2 separate regions of the Cyprinus carpio genome follow, and region 2 is linked to region 1. The links are chromatin contacts, called in public Hi-C maps. All regions are on one chromosome and are shown on one strand. The core of a region is the stretch at or near the end of the contact, and the rest is flanking DNA. Distances in the headings are between cores, read along the strand shown.

What was found. Hi-C and Micro-C count contacts between places; a contact is called where the count stands out from the background.
Region 2: a contact with region 1 is called in a Hi-C map of liver, with 3 times the contacts expected there. The contact joins the promoter of LOC109063798 here to the promoter of LOC109075001 in region 1. A contact is called at or near these places in 2 of 8 Hi-C or Micro-C datasets (liver and red blood cells).

Annotation. Positions count from the first base shown.
Region 1 is chrB14:8,428,454-8,434,366 of ASM1834038v1, reverse strand. It overlaps LOC109075001 (TBC1 domain family member 9B-like), which reads left to right and starts at 3,357. Exons shown (of 23, transcript XM_042737944.1): 1 at 3,357-3,616; 2 at 4,699-4,809. The coding sequence starts at 3,499. It also overlaps the pseudogene LOC109083261.
Region 2 is chrB14:8,599,004-8,604,916 of ASM1834038v1, reverse strand. LOC109063798 (protein transport protein Sec24B-like) reads left to right here and starts at 2,781. Exons shown (of 24, transcript XM_042737951.1): 1 at 2,781-2,926; 2 at 4,371-4,976; 3 at 5,073-5,219. The coding sequence starts at 2,830.

The DNA of each region.
Region 1 (5,913 bases), core at 2,108-4,607:
TCATTTCCATGATGCACAGACTGAAAACACACAAACAGCTCTGAATGACGTAACTCACTTAGAGCAAGCCGCCAGCCACGGATGCGACTCCTCCGTGTGTTTAGTTTTAAAAGCATGTAAGTTGCAATCCAAAAACTCAGAAAATGCACCAAACAGATCTTTGGATATTCAAAAACTGGTCAAGTGCCTCATTCCAGGCGAGTGTGAGGAGAAATCAAGCGTGTTTCGTGGCTTTGTCGTGTTGCTCTCAGTCGAAACATGTCTCTGTGGTTCGACGCCTTCAGGGTTAGGCGTTAAATATCGCTTTGGTGAGCGGCAATTTGTGCGAGAAGTATCGGCACGTGGGTTTTAACAGGCCTGGGAATGTCATGCACATCACGGATGGTGCTAACATGTCTGGCGTGAGTTTGGAAGAGCGTTGGACTGAGGATGCATTAAGAAAACTGCATGAACTCAGCATTGATGTTGTGCTTGTGAGCGGCTCGGCTGGTGTGAAACTCGAAGAGCGAGTTCTAGGTACAAACATCCTGGTTACTGAAGGTGTTAAAAGCAGCGTTTTGAAGGACTTAAGCACAGGCGCTGTTCTGGTTTCGTACGTCACACAGATTGACGAGAACTACGTGGGACAGGGAGTTACAGTCAGTCAACAGAGAGATTTCAGCGAGGTCAGCATTGTGACTGCAAGCACGTCTCTGGTCACGGCGGTCATAAGCAGCTCTGTATCTGCTAAACTGCAAAGCTTGGACAGAGATGGAAAAGGCACAGGAAGGTGTGGTGCTGGAGCTGATGGCCGAAGCCTGGATGGATTATGTATCCACCTTGATGATGAACAGCGGGTCGGTGGCGTCTAAAGCATAGGCTTTGACGGCTATTGCACATCAGATGAGACTTTATAAAGATGGAGAAGCCATATGGCGGGATGCAGATGGAGCTGGTGTGTATGATAATGTTTGGAGGAGAGCTCTTGATCTGGTGTTTCTGGTGCTTCAGTCTGACACGGAGATCATTACAGGTGTCAGTGAAGGAGAAAATGTTTTCAGGGAGCTCATGTATCTTTGATATCTGAGGCATAATTCATTTTTTAAAATCAGAATAGAATTGAAACTTTTTATTTTCATATATTCTTCACTTTGTAAGGTCCAGGCACTTGGTCCAAGGAAGGTATCCGGTGCTGGATGAAGGTTTCCTGCGTGTTCGGTCTTTCAGCGCGTAGAATTATTCAATTTAGGTTAAACTCTAATCTGACTCCATTTTATTATTACCTCGAATTTATGTTGGAATACAAATTGGTTGTATGTCTGTTTCTAATTAGTATTCTTCTGACATTTGATTATTTTAGTTAAACTCTTTATTTCATATTAACTCGTTCATTCGGGTGCTAATGTCGCTAACAAGTATTCAACGTAATCTACTAGAGTTAATAATTATAGAGTAAAACAGAATAAAATCAAATGTAACAATTTATTATCAGTCAGGTAAATATGTATTCTGCCAATTACATATCCAATTCAAACATATCAAATCATATCAATACAAAACATCAAATTCTCAAAGATGAATCTAAAGTAAAATATGCATACCTGACCTTAGAAAATACATAGTATGAAGTGAAAAGACACACACCACACTACGGGCTTTCTGGCTACAGAATCGCCCTGATCCTTTTGCTGCAATCGTTTAAATACCTCAGACCAAGACAAACATCCCTTGAGATGAAGACAGAAACTAACAACTGGAATTTGCATTAACTCAGGTCCCAAACCTGAGTGGTTTACAACTCCAAGGGAACAGGAGGTGATTTACATGGAGGACCCTGGGAAAGGGCACCCCCATCACAGTAATCAAAATATCTCTTAACTCTTAGGATCTGTATTATCTTCTAATCTACTTTTGTAAGATTGAGACCATTGTACCAGTTGCACTGAGACATTTCAAATGATGCTAGACATGAGTGTTAGTTCACTCGCATTGACATTTTCATGTAATCATTTTGAGCAGATTGAGTAGAAGGAAGCATGGGTGAAGAAGGGATTTAAAATGAAACAAATGGCCAGAAGGGAAGGAGGTCTCCTGCACTTCCACTCTGTGGGGTGTCTCTGAAGATACTTCAGGTCTTTTCTGTACAAGTACAAATATGCTACAATGCATGATATTATGAGTGTTCAGAAAATTTGCGTAATATTTCATGGCCTGAAAAAAATTGTTTTGTTGAATGAATTTGTTTTTTATTTATTATTTGTCTGTTCTATATAAAAATTAATATACGATGGAAATGTAGAAATGATTATATAGTCATAAGTCTATAAATGATTATAGAAAATGCTTAAAAAAGGAATAAATACATAAATTCATGACTAAATTGTGTGGGGAAAATTGGGTGATTCATTCATTCAATAAAGCCTTGATTTGTATATTGCATTTTATAAAGAAGTATGTACATATATGAATACACACACACCCACACACACACACACACACACACACACACACACACACTCGCGTGTTTGAGGGAGTCTCCTGATTGTTTGATAGAAAGGTGACCAGTACAGATGGTAGTGCCATGATGTTCTTTTAAGAACATATAATTAATTTATCATTATATCATATACCATTTAATATCTTTATACCCTTTAAATCACAGTTGAGACAATTTTCGGTTGAAACACTTTTTTAGCGTACTATAGTGCCACAACGTGGACATAAATGCGCATTGCATGCATAAATACTCAATGCATTTACAGATTAAATCTTAGTGAAAAGATTTAAATATTCTGCTGTTAAAATAATGTACAAATCTGAAAAGAAACATATTCAACTCAAATCATATTTATTTGTATAGCACTACAATAAATATTATTTTAAAAAAATCTATACAGATCAGAATTATATGGAGATTTATTTATTGTGAAAACCAGGTTTGTCGGTACAGCTCCCAACAGACTATACAAAGCAGAATGAGACTGATTATATAAGTGGTTATTTATTTATTTTTAATTGTGTCAAACACATTGAAATAATGTAATACAATAACATATTAATCGAAACTAAAAAAAAAAAAAAAAAAAAAAAAAAAAAAAATTTACTTTAACATTTTTAAGGACAGATAGAATACCGTCAGAAAAAGTGACATTTCTCAATGCAAAAACATGTAATAATAATAATAATAATAAATAAAAAACTCCGTATTTTAATGCTGCTGTGGACCTCAGGTTCAAATATATTTACAGAGCTATCAAATATATTTGCAGAGCACACAGTATAAAATGTATAATATACGTTATACTACTACTACTAATAGTTTTATTCTCGATGGCGCTAAAGACTTTTATTTTGAAGTTTCACTTGCTCAGGAGGCCATTTTGGCTCCACGGTGGCTGGTTTCGCCTGCAGTGAGTTGGGCGGCTCATGCAGACAAACATCGGCTGAGTCCCGTCCATTCTGGCATGATTAAAACTAACACATTCGCCGCATCTACAGAGTGAAAGCTCCCGTGAAGCCATGTGGATCACCCCGGAGGAGGTGTTACTGGCCAACGCGCTGTGGGTGAGCGAGCGAGCGAATCCCTATTTCATCCTGCAGAGGAGGAAGGGACACGGGCGCGGAGGAGGCATCACGGGTACGAGATATTACCCAAATATAAACCACCGGGGCTCGAATGCATGACAGATCACACGTGCATAATGAAGGAGAGTTCATCAACGCACTTATACCTACTGATGATTCACTATAACGTGTGGAATAATCTGTAGATGGGTTTGTTTTGGTCGCATCGCTTCACTGATGCTGACAGCGTTTGCGTCATCTGTTTATTTATGTCTGACATATACGTGCTTTATGTGTTATATTTAAGCATATTTATATGTTTGTTATTTATAAGTGTATGGTTTAATGTTGAATCTTTTAAGAAATACATTAATGAATAAATTACAGATGGTTGAAATGATAAATGTAACATTTCTTAGGTGCCTGATATATTAAACATTACATTATATATATTTAACATTGTATGTTAAGCCATATATATAACAATCTTAAGCCATTTAACCACAGTACTGTGCACGTATATATATATAAATGTACACTAAAACTAGAAAAAATATTTATTATTTATTTCTTTGCTTTGTTTGTGTTGTGTCACAATATGTTAACTTCGTATTCCCTCCTAAGAAAGATATTCCTAAAAACAGGCACTTTTTCAGAGGAGTGTCACACATGACAGCAGAATGACTGCATTCACCTCTGACCCCGACTATTAACTCAATTACCTCATGAAGACCTCAGCATTCCCCCGCTGTTGTCTGGAAGTTACGTCATACGGGTGTTTTGTCATGCTTCAGCGAGACTCTTATTAGTTGTAGTGTGTGTTAATGTCACGCTTGTGCAATATTCAACGCATTATGCAAGGCAACAAAGCTTTACCCCTTTTGAAGAAGCCAGTTAGTGTTTATGTCTCCATCAGAATCACACATTAACTGATCATGTGAGGCCTGTAGGAGGAACTCAAGATGTGTGTGACAAATGGCATGCAATGTCTTAAATTCCTCTCTCACACATGACTGTGTATCTGGGTAAATATGTGTGTCTCAGCAATGAGAACTGAAGGAAACCACTGCGCTCTGACGCCTGTTTTTAACTAAAATGTTTTTTTTTTCTCTTCGTACCGCATGTAGATGTGACCTGTAAACTCTTGTCTCTCAGGTTTGCTGGTGGGTACGCTGGATGTGGTGCTGGACTCGAGTGCTCGCGTGGCTCCGTACAGGATCCTGCACCAGACGGGAGAGTCACAGATCTTCTGGAATATTGCTTGTGGTCAGTATTTAAAGTCTGTAGAATATCACTTGATATCCGGGTCCTAAATGTCCACAAAATAGGGATGTGCCCACATACTTAATATGCAGAAAAAAAGCAACAACTGCATTATTTTAGTTTCAAACTGATTTATTAGTCGGTGCTTACTTAATATATAATGTTATATAATGTAATATTTTTTTTTTTTAAATATAATCATTACATATAAATATAATTTTATTTATTTTAAGTAAATTAAAGGCACAATATGTAAGACTTTTTATTAAAATGTCCAAAAATCACTAGAACAGTTTTATGTTTTTTTTTTTTTTTTTTTGACTTGTGTACTTACATTATCCCAGATGTTTCGAAGATTGTTTAAATCCAGAGAAATAGCTATTTTAAATAGTGGCTCGTCCCTGGTCATTGCATCACCTGCCAGTGACATCACAACCCCTCGATTTCTGGTTTTGTTTTGTAGAAAACATGGAAACACCAAAGACGCTTTAATTTGTTATACGTTTTTTTACACCGTTGAAGACCGCTCAGAGTACCATTATAACAGAACTTTCAAATGTATCTAGTATGATATAACAGTGCTGCTTTACCCCACATGCGCACGACCGGACGGAGCAGAAGCAGTCGACTGTGGCATAATTAAAGCTCAGCTGCTTTCGAGCCGTGTGTCACGCTCGTTCAGCGGCCTTGTTTCGCTTCGACGGTTTTCAGCCTCACCCTGCTTCATTCTACTACGTTAATAAATCATTAGCTCATCCACGAACATGATTTCTACCCGAGTCCTGTCGCATTGCATCGGATGTGGGGATGAAGACCACAACTCCCATGATTCCACACTCAGTCACGGAGTCATCAAACTACATTTCTTTGTTTGTTTTGAATACGCGCACTCTAGTGGTGAAAGATTAGATTTTTTTTGCCTGTTCATTTCTTAGTGTTCTTACTTATAGGGTTATATGGGTTATTTAAAATTTGTAATGGATGCTTTTGAAAACACTGCTCTGTGACGCTTAGAAACCTTTACAAATCTTTAGTTTCGAACCAGTTCAGAGTTCATATCGAATTGCCAAAGTCTTGTAATTTCAGTAAATCTCTGATTGGTTTTAT
Region 2 (5,913 bases), core at 1,532-4,031, 170 kb before region 1:
TGACTGTTACTCAGATTGAAGAAGTGGTTGCTCTTGCAGTGGGGTTGTTACGTATGCTGCCAGTTGATATGTGTAAAGTGATTCTCTTGTAACATGGAAGGAACTATGTCTAAATCTGATGAAGTGGCATCATTGAGCAACGATGAATCAAGCGCTCGCAACAGATTCAGAGACCGTTATTTTCCATCCAGCTTTGTCGATCATTCCTTCCTGTTGCTACCTATAATCTCAGTTTATTGCTGTTACATGAGTGATACTTGCCTCCAGCACAGACACAGAGTGTTGTCTTCTTGGCAAAAGGCAGTGGTGTTTATTACTCAGAAGTCATAGCATAGATAAGTATGATAAATAATACATCATGAAATAACTATAACCCCAAATAAGCAAATATAAGAGTAAAATGTAATGTATTCACCATTAATACTATGGATGAAAATGTCTTGTAAAATGTGCTCTCTGATGCTTTTGTAAAGATCAAGAGTCAAGACATCAAGTATGGTCACTTCAGCCCAAAACCTGGTTGCACTGGTCTGGATATCCGGGCCATGACTAATATGACTAACATGACTATAAGACATTTAAAGCAACAGCTTGGTATAATTAGTCAATCAGTATGGTGCAATTACTTACGGTTTGTTACAAACACTAATGAAATTCCTCTGTTGTGTTAATTATGTCTAAGTAAATTCCTCTTTCTGTCATCTGAATATAGCCTACACCTTATGCTTTGGATAAACTGTAATAATTTCAGGATACATACTTGCCCTCTGCACAGAGTATTCAGATTGGAGTTTAACTGGATCACAGGTCAAAAGGAGGTTCATTTAAAAAAAAAAAAAAAACCCATTCCTTACACACCATGGGACCAGGAGGGAATGTTATACAGTGTTTACTGCCACTGTCGCCTTTGACTCGCTCAGATGGGGCTGGAAAGATGACTAATATATAAATATTATCAGTTTGACTCCACTAACACTATCGGATGAGAACACAAAAACTTGAGTTCAAAAAACTGAATTGAATGACACTATTGTCTTCTGAAGAGCTGTTTTTGAAGTTGTTTCATTGATGACTTTTTTTAACACTTAAACTAGATTGAATCAACACTGAATCTAAACTGTGCTGAATTATTGCCCTCTGCTTAATAGCTTAATTGAACTAATTTCATAATTGATGTTTATTACTTTAAATTAAATAAACATATTTATTAAATAATAAAATTATATATTAAATATATATATAATTACTTAAATGAATATATAGAAAATGAAACTTATTCCAGATAGTTGGCAACATTTCTCATTTTTGTTTAGTTTAAGTTACTAAGATAACTGAAGCTAAATAAACTAAAACTAACAAATAAATATAATAAATATACACATTTAAATAGGCTACTATATAGACATTTAGTTCTGATATGAAATGTCAAATGTAACACAGATGTAACAATAAATCACAAATGTCTCCTTTTAACCCTCTGATGCTCTTCGGTCACTTCGGTCAAAAAGTACACATCAATGATGGGGTGAAACTCTAAAATATCAAGAGTGCAAAACCAACACATCCATTCACACACATACACTGGACTGGAAAATAATAGTAAAATATGTAAATATGTAAAATAAAAACAACAATTCAACTATGAGGCAGTAAAAAAGTGGACAGCAAGGAGGGGACCATAATCCAAAGCATCAAGAGTGCAAAACAGACACATCCACACACACACACGTACACAATTATACTCATTCAAATGAATTGGTATGGCTATAACCATATAGCCATAATGAGTAAAAAAAAAGGTTGAAATCAGATCAGACCTAGAAGGATTAAGCTCTGATAAAACATTCCTGATAATATATATATATATATATTATATATATAATATATATATATATATATATATATATATATATATATATATATATATAGAATTGTAATATTTTGTGTTTCAAAATGCTTTCTCTGTGTTCAGGTTTGACTGTAGTAATAATAATTCAAAAACTGATGCTTCAAGTCAACATTTAAAAAAAAAAAAAAAATTCTAAACCTTCACAAAAAGTTGTCTTTGAAAATGTCTAAATATATATCCAAACCCACCACTTTATTAAAAATTAGTATTTATCTCTAAAAACATATTTTATATAGAGCTATATGGGAATCTATGGGGGGGGGGGGGGGGGGGGTTACTCCCATTTTACTCCCACCAGATGGCACTAATCTGGCTTTTAAAAAATGGATTTTAAAGGCATTGTCTCTATTTTAATATGAAATACTGCCATGATTGAAAAGTAATAGGAAATATATATTTTTTTAAATCTTTTGAAAAAAAAAAAGGTTAAATTTAGGTGTCCAGTCACTTTTGACCATGAAGACCACAAGTGTTACTCCCAAATAAGGAGCACCAGAGGGTTAAATACAGTATCATACCAGCGAGTAATGATGGATCAGATCTCTCAAGATGAGCCATCTGTTTGTTTTAAACCTGTACTACAAAATACATCTTTTATTTAGGACAAAAATATTTTATTTTATTTTATTTTATTTTATTTTATTTTATTTTATTTTATTTATTTTGAGACTTTTATTTGTGTATGCGCCGTTTATTTTTAATAATCATTTTATTTTAATTTTTTTTTTTTTTTTTTTTTTTATTTAATTTTATGAGGCTTTCATTGTTTTGAAGCGTATTCAGTCCTATGGCTTATAGGGACCTGTGGTTTTACGGGTTAGTTATAATGACCGTTAGTTAGACTGTGGGCTCGGTTGATGTGTGGGCAGGTCTGGTGACAGCGTCGTGTATTTTTATACTCTCGAAGCACTCGGATAGAGATGTCCACACAGGGTAACGCGAATCCGAACTCGTCCGTGAATAATTACAGCATGAGTTCGACTCAAAACGGAGGCGGAGCGGCGCCGTGTCAGAACGGTACGTTACGGGATTAAAGCGAAACCACCTGAGCTAACACGCTAAAGCTAACGCCAATATCACATTCAAATGCAGAGATAACTGGGGAGCTAAAATGCTAACGGCTAAACTAAGTTGCTAAATGCTAAAATCCTAGTCAAATCCGCTTTAAAAAGCTACGGTACGTTAGCTAACATACGTTGGCTAAAGGCCTAGCGTTAAGCCTCAGCTCAGCACCTGTCTTCTGCGTCTTTGGGGTGGGGACTTCGACCGCGACAGATCCCAGGATTACAGGAACATTCTCCTGTGCTTGTCATTAAAATCATATACAGCTTAGAAGTGTTTTAATGAGGATTAAAGTCAGTGTGTTTTCATCTCCTGTCATTAGCCCGCTAGCGGCTAGTTTAGTTCAGGTAGCTCAGTTGTTATTTTTCTTGTATTAAAGGATTAAATGTCCAAGTTATTATCTGTTAAGACTAACTTACCTGAATTGGGAACTTAAATATGTCCCCGTCTTGATTGTAAGTCTTATTATGTTCGTTACAAGCTGAGCTCGAGTAATTGCGCATATCTGGCGCAGATTTCAGCTGAATGTGGTGAATATTTACTAAATATTCCCAAATAGCCAACATTTATCGTTTAATTTCTTAAAATATGTTTTAATGTAATTTTACACATCTTTTTTGAGATTATGCGAACGTGAGCTGTACTTTATATTACGTGAACATAATTTTGACAAACTGCGTTAATAACAGTTTGTTTTGTATTTTTCATGTATTTAATATGGAGTGATAGGTGCATGTTGTCAAATAGCCAGGAAGAAATTTGTGTAAAAAGTCTTAGTATTAAAATGTTATTCTTTAAAGTACCATGCATTACCATGCAGTGTTTATATTATATTATATTACAGTTTTTATTAATATTTTGGTTATTCTCAAATAATATACATTTTGTTTATTTTATTGTTTTGTCCTTTGTATTATTATCTGTAATATGTCTATGCTATCTTTAGTTTTAGTTATTTTAGTACATTAAGTGAAAATGAGAAATCTTTGAGAAATGTAGAAATTATGTATTAATGTGTAATATATATATATATATATATATATATATAGATATATATAGATAATATATATATATATAAAACAAATATTTTATTTCTGCAATGTTTATTTTATTTCCAGTAACAAAATATATTTTTCATTGGGTTTAGTTACCTATACTAACCCTGTTAACATGTAAATATGGTTTATAAATATACTAAATACATAATAAATGAATATGGCAATCATTCAGTATTGTGGTATTACCATCACTTATGTTTATGTGGTGATGGTTTTGTTTTCTGTTGTTTTTTTTGATGTTGGTTTGTATAAAACATGTGATTTGTCTAATGGTTATATGTCACATTTCCATCTCATTTGCATGTTGAAAGCACAAATCAAATTCATGTTGTTTTTGCCAGGTCCAGGACAGATGTACCCTGCCATGTATACTGCATCCAGCTACTATAGTTCTGCTCCACCTGCTGCTTACCCCACCGTGGCGGGACACAGCGCTCCTCCGACCGGCAAAACCCCTGTTTCGAGCACAGGCTATAGTGGGAACTATTACCAGAGCAGCTCAGGGCTGTCACCTTATCCAGCACCAGGAACGCATCAGTACTCAAACGCCCCGGGACAGTCATTCCAGCAGACTGCGCCGTATGCTATGCCAGCTGGATATTACGGACAGGTTTATAGTCACCCCTCACAGGGGCAAACTCAACCCCAACCTCAGCAGCTGCAGCCCAACCTGATGCCAGCATCCAGTGGCAGCAACCTCGGAGCGCCGCTGTACCCCATAGTTTCTTACCCATCAGCCCCTGGGAGCAGCCAGTACGGCACACTGAGATCCTCCCAAACCACCGCTGGGCAGCCACCCGTTTCTACAGTAATGCCACCGCCACCTACCCAGAGTTCTTTGCAGCAATATTCTCAAGGGATCGGGGCCACGCCCACACCAGCTCAGCCGGGCTACGGAGCCCCGCCTCTCAGCCAAGCAGCCACTGTCAACGGCCAATCGAACGCAGGTCGGTCTGAATTCATTAAGTATGTTCATGCAAGTCAAACACATGTAACATGTTGGATCAATTTTAGTGATTGTGTATTATCTGATGTATTTCTAGTTCAACAACACTATGACCAAAACCTCCACAATCCCATGAGCCATCATTACGCCGCGGGGCCTCCTAACTCACAGGGCCCTGATAAAGAGAGGCCGCCCTCAGGAACCCCAGGCACCTCTGTGCATTCCTCACCACAACACCATCCAGGTACAAACGATCCACTTTCACACGTGAACCAACAGTTGTTTGTTTCATTTCTTTCAGTAGACTGTGTTTTGACATTACTTGTCTGTCTTTTTTATTGTTATGCTGATTATCACTTGAACTATATTGATTAATTTATCTGTCCATTATTTACATAATATATATTTTACATTTATTCAGCATTTTATTAAAAATGCATCTTATTACAAATCTTGCTAGGTTTGCATTCGAATTATAAAATGCTTTAAAAAACTCCAGGTTTGCTGAGCTGCACAGTTTGGTCAAAATTTTGTGATTATTTATATCAGTATGAATGATGATGATTATTATAATCGAATTATAAAATGCTTTAATTATATTATATATATATATATATATATATATATATATATATAGTATATATATATATATATATAATTTTAACATTGTAAAAATTAAATCTAGTATTTAAAAAAGAAGAATAATAATTGTATTTTACAGTAACTGAAATTACAATGCTTTTATTTATGGGTTATATGTCATTATGACTATTAAATAATAATAATATTAAAATATATTTCTTATTTGTAGCATTTCTTATTATTCCTAAAAAATAAAATAAGAAATATGACACTTGTATTATTTCACTGTAAAATTAAAATATCAAGTATGTAAGAAAATAGAATTTTATTTTACAGTACAACTATAAAATTCAGTA